Linked DNA regions of Gossypium hirsutum: all the other regions are linked to region 2. A link is a contact called in public Hi-C data. All regions are on one chromosome and are shown on one strand. Each heading gives the region's core, a stretch centred on a gene start, on an enhancer-like site or on the middle of the called end of the contact. The rest is flanking DNA. Distances are from core to core; before and after follow the strand shown.

What was found. A called contact is a pair of places that touch in the nucleus more often than the background predicts.
Region 1: a Hi-C map of leaf shows a contact between it and region 2, with 1.7 times the contacts expected there. The contact joins the promoter of LOC107917904 here to the promoter of LOC107918049 in region 2. A contact is called at or near these places in 2 of 34 Hi-C or Micro-C datasets (both in leaf).
Region 3: a Hi-C map of leaf shows a contact between it and region 2, with 2.2 times the contacts expected there. The contact joins the promoter of LOC107918028 here to the promoter of LOC107918049 in region 2. A contact is called at or near these places in 2 of 34 Hi-C or Micro-C datasets (both in leaf).

Annotation. Positions count from the first base shown.
Region 1 is chrA01:25,319,131-25,321,834 of Gossypium_hirsutum_v2.1, reverse strand. LOC107917904 (S-adenosyl-L-methionine-dependent tRNA 4-demethylwyosine synthase) reads right to left here and starts at 1,453. Exons shown (of 8, transcript XM_016847313.2): 1 at 427-1,453; 2 at 183-298. The coding sequence starts at 1,263.
Region 2 is chrA01:25,715,018-25,717,797 of Gossypium_hirsutum_v2.1, reverse strand. It overlaps LOC107918049 (protein ESSENTIAL FOR POTEXVIRUS ACCUMULATION 1), which reads right to left and starts at 1,420. Exons shown (of 10, transcript XM_041101360.1): 1 at 1,026-1,420; 2 at 1-85. The coding sequence starts at 1,095.
Region 3 is chrA01:25,442,106-25,444,805 of Gossypium_hirsutum_v2.1, reverse strand. LOC107918028 (glucose-6-phosphate isomerase, cytosolic) reads right to left here and starts at 1,295. Exons shown (of 24, transcript XM_041083197.1): 1 at 957-1,295; 2 at 743-799; 3 at 571-647; 4 at 391-472; 5 at 256-303; 6 at 1-108. The coding sequence starts at 793.

The DNA of each region.
Region 1 (2,704 bases), core at 204-2,703, 400 kb after region 2:
GGATCACCATAAAAATGGCAAGACACTAATGACTTATGAGATGAAAAGCGTAACTAAACCTTAAAGCAGGAAGAAATATGAAAAAAGAACTAGTAAAACGATATCAGTCCCACAACATTGAAATGAGACAGAACTAAATAATCATCGAAAGCTTAATAGGTGCATAAGAAAGTCGCAATCACCTATGACTCTCTATTCCATAAAATGAGTGCTTGTAACAACCTCCTCGTCCTCTAAGTTGAGACTTGGTCCATCTACAGATCTTAACACCACTATGTGAACCAATAATTTTATATCCCTGAAAATTCCCAGCAGTAAAAGGATGTCAATTAGACCAAAAAGTGCAATGGCATACTAAGATTAAGCAATCACCAACTTAAAATGCTTTCATCAGCAAAAGATGCATATCCACTTAAACAAAGTTACCTGTTTCTCCAAGTTGGCTCTTATAACTGGAGTTACCATCTCTCTTTTCCCATCCAATTTCCCATTAGTTTCAGCCACATTAACAGACTTTTTCCTCGATGGCCCTTTACCTGCAATATCTTCAAGATCAACAATGTCTTCCCCTCCTCCTTCTCCATCATCGTCATCATCACTTTCAAGGCTTTCAACATCACTCTCATAAACAATGCCATTCTCATTCTCCATCACCAATCCCCCTTTCAAAACAGTGACCACCTTTTCACTCCACCCTTCAAAGACACTCTCCAATTCACCTCCATCCACATCACCTTCCCCAACTGGCAACATCTCCGTCGCTCCCAACCCTCTCAACCTCTTTCCCAAATCCCTCGCCACCGCATTAAAGGTGTCCCCGTAAAGCCGGCTACCGACTCCAAAGACGGCGAATTTACAATCAGAAAGCAGCAAATTCCCGGCGCGAAAATCAGTGCTGATTTCGGCGAGCCAATTGACGAAGAATTTAGAATTTTGGGGAGGATTTCCATCTTCCCAGGTGGAAGCGATGATAATGATTAGGGATTCCTTAGGGAGATCCTCCGGTTCGTAGGTCTGGGGATCAACGAGGTCGAAAGGAATGTTATTCTTGGAGGAGAGGAGGTCAAGGAGGCGTTGAGATAGGGCTTTGGATGTTCCGGTTTGGCTGAGGAAGAAGAGCTTACCTGGTCTAGGGTTAGGGTTTAGAGGGAGATGTTTGAGGGGTTTTAGGCAGCGGCGGCGGAATTTGTAAAGAAAGTAAAAGGTAGTAGCGGAGAGGAGAGCGAAGAGGGTGAGGCGGGTGGAAAGTGAGGAAGGGGTCATGTTTGGGATCTATTATTTCCTTTTTCTCTGTTCAGGGTTTTGGCGGAAATGAGGGAGTAGAGGCGCTCATCGTGGTGGTGAAGTGGAGGGAGTAGGCGGCATAAAGACGAAGAGATGGTGACCTGAAATCAGAATCAGAGTTTATTTATTTATTGGGCTTAGAAATTTAGAAATCGAGCCCGTATCGTATACTACTTCAACAGTGATCCAATTATCTATCTATATTTCAAATTTTGCAAAACCTTTAAACACATAAAATTTCACCATTTAAGTTTGTAGAGATAATATTTGTTTTTTTTACCTAACCCATAAATTAGAAAATAATGTCTTCTTGTATAGACAATAATATTTATACCAATTGAGTTAAGACTCAATTATTATTAAATTAATATTAGAAATAATTTATTAATGTATTAATAATTATTATATTATAATAAAAATAATGTTAATTAATTAGTTTACATCCATGCACGAGTTGATTGATAGCCTACGTTATTTAAAATTTTAATTATTTATAATGTGAAATATTTAGCATGTAAATTATTATACGGTTCAATATAAAAATTGCCTTCTAAATTATTTCTTTTTATCATATTTAAGTATATTTTTGATGAATTTAGACACTTAAATTATATTTTTTTCCCAAAACTGTTAGTGCACTCTAATCAATGAAGATGTGATGAAAATGCTACATCATCATTGAAACATCATTATTTATATAAAATAAATTCAAATATATATAATTATAGAATTAAAATATAAAATTATAAAATTATAAATTTATGTAATATATTTAAATATATATATAAAAAGAAAAGGCAACCAACCATTTTATGACACCTTTATTTATTTTTAATTTATTAATTTTCTTTTTAATTTTGTTTTCTTTTTCATCTTCATTGTTTTTCATAAATTTGCTGCCCTTTCAATAATTAATCAGTTAAACTATTAAGTGTTTTTGCTGTGTATCCTTTTAGTGTGGAGGATCAGATATTTATATGATATAGTTAATGTTCATGAAATTAATATTGTAGGTAGGCTCTATGCATGTTGACACATATGCTACCCTAAACTCAACACATATTCGCTGGTCCAAGTGCTCGTCGGTTCATTCGTTTGGCCTCATATCCTATGCTCATGGACATCTAGGGATGTGCAAACTGGGCTCGCGAGCCCTCTAATGACTCCACCTGGTGGGGTCCAAACTCGGGTCGCATGTTAGTAGTCCAGATTATATTCAGGTTTTAAGTTGGCAATTGGATATCTCATAACACAAACATAACTCTCATATCTACTTCCTCCATTATTCCAATCTAAATATATGAAGATGGTGGCAGATCATGTTAGCTCAATTTCCATTTTTTTTTTTTTTGCTCTCTTTTTGAAACAAAATGACTAAACATAAGATTTGGCTTTGGGGTTTTTAGCGATGAAAAAAGCA
Region 2 (2,780 bases), core at 171-2,670:
GTTCCTATTCCGGGCTTATTCTCCCCTGGCTTTGAAAGAAGCCATTGTGGTGAAAGCGGAATAGCATTGTCAGATCCTTGAACATCTACATAAAATAATCAGAAGCATCAATTAGAAACATGGCAGCTATTCAAAGCAAGTATTTGAAATCAAAATGCTTAGTCCCATTCAAAGACAGTACGCAACAAGTCATTAGAAATGCCTCAAGCCCAGAATTTTATTGAATACACACATTTTCTGGTAAATTACTGAACTTGCCTCTTGAAACTGCCACGTTGATTCATCATTGAATATGAAAAACAGAAGCACGGAACAATGAAAAAAAAATGCGTTAAGTCTAGAAAGGCATAATTTAGGAAGCCTACTTTCACAAGCAGCATTTCAAACTAATAAAAAGCCAAAGGAATTTCTCAATAAAATGCATTAATGAAGCAGCTAACAAGACAAATTGCACGATCAATTGTAAGTACAATGCTAAGGTGCCATTTATAAATGGAATAAACAACTATGCAATTTTTTTATATAATTAATCACATAAATCATAGCATTTAAATCAAGACTGAAAAAAAAAAGCGCAATAAAAGAAAGTCTAATACTAGTTTTGAGTTGAACTAATCTGAAAAAGAAAAAATAAATTGAACTACTTCACTACGCCTTATCACATCGTACTTTTCAAATTGAAATATATATATATATATATCAAGAACGGTAAGTCGGAAACTAAAGTGTGCCGTGCTTAACCGCAAAAAAATGGCACCAGAGAAAAAAAGGAGAGAAAAGAAAAACCTTCCAGATGATAAAACAAAAACCCTAGCTTCGAAGCAACAAACTAAAAAATATTAAGAAAAAAAACACGCACAAAGCAATCTCGTAAAACCACTGAATCTACAATAATGCATTTAAATATCAGAAAGAAATGAGTAAAAGAAGAAACGGTAAGAGGTAGGGTTTTAGAGAAGAAGAATGTAAGAAGATGTTAATCACTTAATGGTAGAAGGGGAAAGGAAATCGGTGAGGTAAACTACCTTTGGAGATCGGATGGGAAGGGTTGACGGTGAGGAGGAGGCGGGAATCGGAAGCAGAGGTATGAGCCATGGATGATCAGTGAAAGTCGAAAGAGAGAAGAGAACCAGAGGAAAACCCTTGCTGCAGTTTTTTGTTTTTCGTTATTACTTTTTTTCGCTTTGGTTGCGCTATGCGAGGTGAGAACTGATTAAGGTAGACGGGTGCGTAATACGCCACGACCGTGGAAATTAAGGTCGAAATGTGGTACGACGTGAAGAGCTGTCGTTTAATGGTAAAAACTCGCAATAAATTATCAAAAGGAATATCTCAAAGAATTAGATATTTTTCATACGTTGGAAAAAGAAAAAAGAAAAAGGCATCCATTCTTTGCCATAATTCCCCTCTTTCTCACTCTTTCTAATCCTAGAACTCATGTCTTCTACCGGATGTAGATATTGCCATTTCAAAACTAAACAGTAACAAAGAATATCTTACACAAACATGCTCTGTTGTTCCACTTGTCTGCTTGAATGAGTTACCACTTCTCTTACACTATGTTTGTTTCACTGCAGCTTTCCAAAAACCCTTTTTTTTTAAATATAATAAATTTTACTAAAATTTATCTTATAATAACTATATTGTTTTATATAATTAATGCCTAATTAAAATTGAAATTTGAGATCATATATAAAAGCGGATAGCAGCACATAACATTGGACCCGGAAGGATAAATAAAGTTAAATAGGATTTAGATAAATATCCGTATTTATACTACTAAAATATTTATATTTTATATTATAAAAAATTATTACTAAATAACTGTAAAATTATAATTCTATATATTTATTATTAAAATATTCTTGATAAAATATTAAAAATACTATTTAAATTTTAAAATTATTATTAATGTTATATTTTATTATTAAAATAAAATTGTAATTTTAAATAGTTTTAATAAAATAATAAAATAATAATTATATTAATAATTATTTAATATGTATATTTAATAATATTAAAAATCTTAATATTTTTAAAATTTTAAAGTAAATATTTTTTTTATAAAAAACGATGTCTTGTTAAAAACCATTCTAAAGTGAAAAAAGAGTGCACCGAAAAAATCATTATTAATAGAATCAATGTCAATACAAATCCATGGACTACAAGGAAGAGGTTGACTTCTCTACGAGACACTACCATCACGACACCCCCCAGACAAACTTTGCCAAATAATGAGCAGGTTGGTTCCCAAATCGCAAAACATGATTCAACCTTGCAACACTAACTTTATATTTGGATAAAAATCTATAAAAGAAAGGGGGAAAATTAAATAAAAGAATATATTATGTGTATTTATTTTATTTGGATAGATAAAATTAATTAAGTAAAATAAAAAAAACTATAATTTTTGTTTAATTAAGAGAATGATTGATTACAATGATTGATTAAAATAATTCATGTAAAAGATTTAAGAAGATAAATTAAAAGTAACTTTAATTTTTTTCTTTAACTATTCTCCCAAATGGAGTAATTAAAACTGAAGTAACCCAAGGGAGAGAAGAAACTATCCAAATAAGGAAAAGGGTGTTACTTTCCTTCCATTTCCTTTCTCTAGGTTTAATACAATCCAAACATAGTGTAAAAACTATGAAGAAGAGAATAAAATCAATCAAAAGTCCCCAAGCTAGACATATATGGTCACTAGCTGTAAAGAAGTTGATAAAAACCAAAGAATCACTTTCAATCTTGACATAATTCACCTGCAAATCAAGACCCTG
Region 3 (2,700 bases), core at 46-2,545, 270 kb after region 2:
AACATTCCAAACATCTGGCACCACATTCTTTCCATCACTGTTTATAACAGCATCCCTTGGTGCTCGAAGAGCTACATGAAGCACTGACCTATTTTCTGTGCTATTTATCTGAAATTTCCAGAAAAAAAGGCAATGCAACGACAAAAAAAACTAAGAATGAAAAGGCGTGGAATGCTATTCAACAATATCATCACCAATCTTTACATCAAACCCAAAACTAGTTTTATCTTTCTCCTAGGAGAGAGTTCAACTTACATGCTCGCCACTATACATTCGGTTAATTTGTTGTTTGAGAGAAGCAGCCTGAAATTGTGAGAAATATTACAAACAAAAAACAAAAACGAAAAGACTATTATGATTTAAATCGAACGAGAAATAATCCAAATTCACCTCTGCTAATTTATAGAGCTTATCCATGGTCTCAAGAGTGGCGCAATGCCTTGAGTAGTCCAAAAACATTCCATCAAACTCACTGTAGAAACATTTATATATCATCAATTTTATTAGTATTAAAAGTTTCGTGCAGTTATCGAATCAGAAAAATCGTAGGAGTTGAATAGAGGATCTTACACCATCATCGATTCGCATCGTTCTTTGTCGTTCATCAAATCACGAAGATGAGTTTTCTTGATATCCTCAGTATGAGCCTATAAAAAACCAAAACCCACTTTGTTGATCAAATAGATTTATCATGCTATTTTAGCTATAATCTTCTTAGCTAGAAATGAGCAGAAAACGCTACCTTCAAGTCCTTCCATGGCTGGGTATCGCAGATTAGAGTGGTCGAAGCCATCTCAACCTATATTAAAACGTAATAAATCAGCTTGAGATCTCAAAACCGACGAGAAAGATGGTGAATGATAATTTGAGAAGAAAAGAGAAATTACTAATGGAATAAAGAAAAAAAAAAGGAACTTGGAGCTGACAAAAAGCTGAGGCGAGGTTAAGAAGTTCACAATATAGTAATAATGCTACGTGGTGGAAAATGGGAGGGTCGGAAGGGCATATGTCAATTAGGATGCGGATCAGGAATTTCCGGTCATTGAAACTTGGGTCCAGTCCGGTCCAGTTTAACGACTTTGGAAAATTGATTGTGACTTTTAAGGGCTGAAATCCGTGGGCGACGGATTTCCGATGGGCCCGAGGAACCGCTAGCTTTATTATATTTTCAATGAACCGTTACGGTCTAATCGACTGCGCCTGTGAGGTTGGTTGGACTCATCGTTATTCTCCAAAGCCGATTCCCTATACCCTATATTCTTGTTTTGTAAAAAGAAATTCATAGTATATTGGGTAAGGATGACCATGTGTCCATCACCTTTTATTCAATAATACCAACTAGATAATTAAAATCTTTTTTTTTTGCCATTATTCTTATAATGGTATAATTTTAATTTTAGTCCCTTTATTATAGTAATATTTAAGATTTAGTTTTATATTTTAATTTAACATAATTTGATTCTCAAATTTTACAATCACATTAGCTAGTCCAAATAATTAATATATTTAGTTATTTTGATTAAATTTTTTATGTTTATTTTTTTATAAATACTATTATAATAAAAAATATTTTGATATAATAAATTGGAATAAGTATTATTAAAAAAAAATTCATGTTGGGGACCAAAATATTAAGGATGTTACATGTTTAGACTAACTAACGACACAAATCTCTTTTTTAGTCATTATAATATGATGGTAAAATTGTAGTTTCGATTTGTCTACTATGTTTACATTTGGAATTTAGTCATTGTATTTTAATTTGATGTAATTTGGCTACCTATGAAGTTGAAATAAGTATTTTTAGAAAAAAACCGAAGTCAACATTTGAATAGAATAATTAAGGGTATTAGCTATTTCAACTTACTAATAACATTATATAAAGGAATCAAATTATATCAATTAAAGAATAAATACTAAATTCTAAATTTAAACATAGTAGAGAGATCATAACCATTCTTTGATCTAAAATAATATATGTCTAATACAATCATTTGTTATTTGATTTAATAAAAAAGTTTGATATATTTTTATAAAAAAATTGTTCTTAATTTAATTGTAATAAATGATTATATGTTTATTGGGAATGAATTGCGAATAGCAAATTGCTAAAAATAATAAAAAATATATATTCCATCACATAGTTTGGTATCTTCGCATTAACACCGTTGGTTTGTGCTTACGTAATACCAATAGCCAACTCGATAATGACACATGATAACTTATTAATATGCTATGTATCAAACATAAATATAAAATTACAAATTCTTCAAAAATATATAAATTAATAAATATATTGTTTTCATGTAAAAAGAAATAAACAATGATAAATGGTGATCTAAATACATTTAAATTTGGACATCCAATTATAGAGATTCATTTCAGATGTGTTTTTAGTAATTTTATATACTCTTAAACTTTTTATAAAATATAAGTTTTTAAGTTATAATTTTGAAAGATATATAAAATATAAAATATAAAAATGTACAATTAAAAATATACAAAAAGCATATAATATTTTTAAAAATATATAAAAACCTATCACTTATAATATGTAAATTTACAAAAATTATAAAAATCTATAAATTTATAAAAATATATAAAATAACTAAATATTTATAAACTTATAAAAATATGTAAGGCCTTGATTGAAAAAATTAAATCAATATTTAATTTTTTTGGTAGTCCAAAATAAAAATA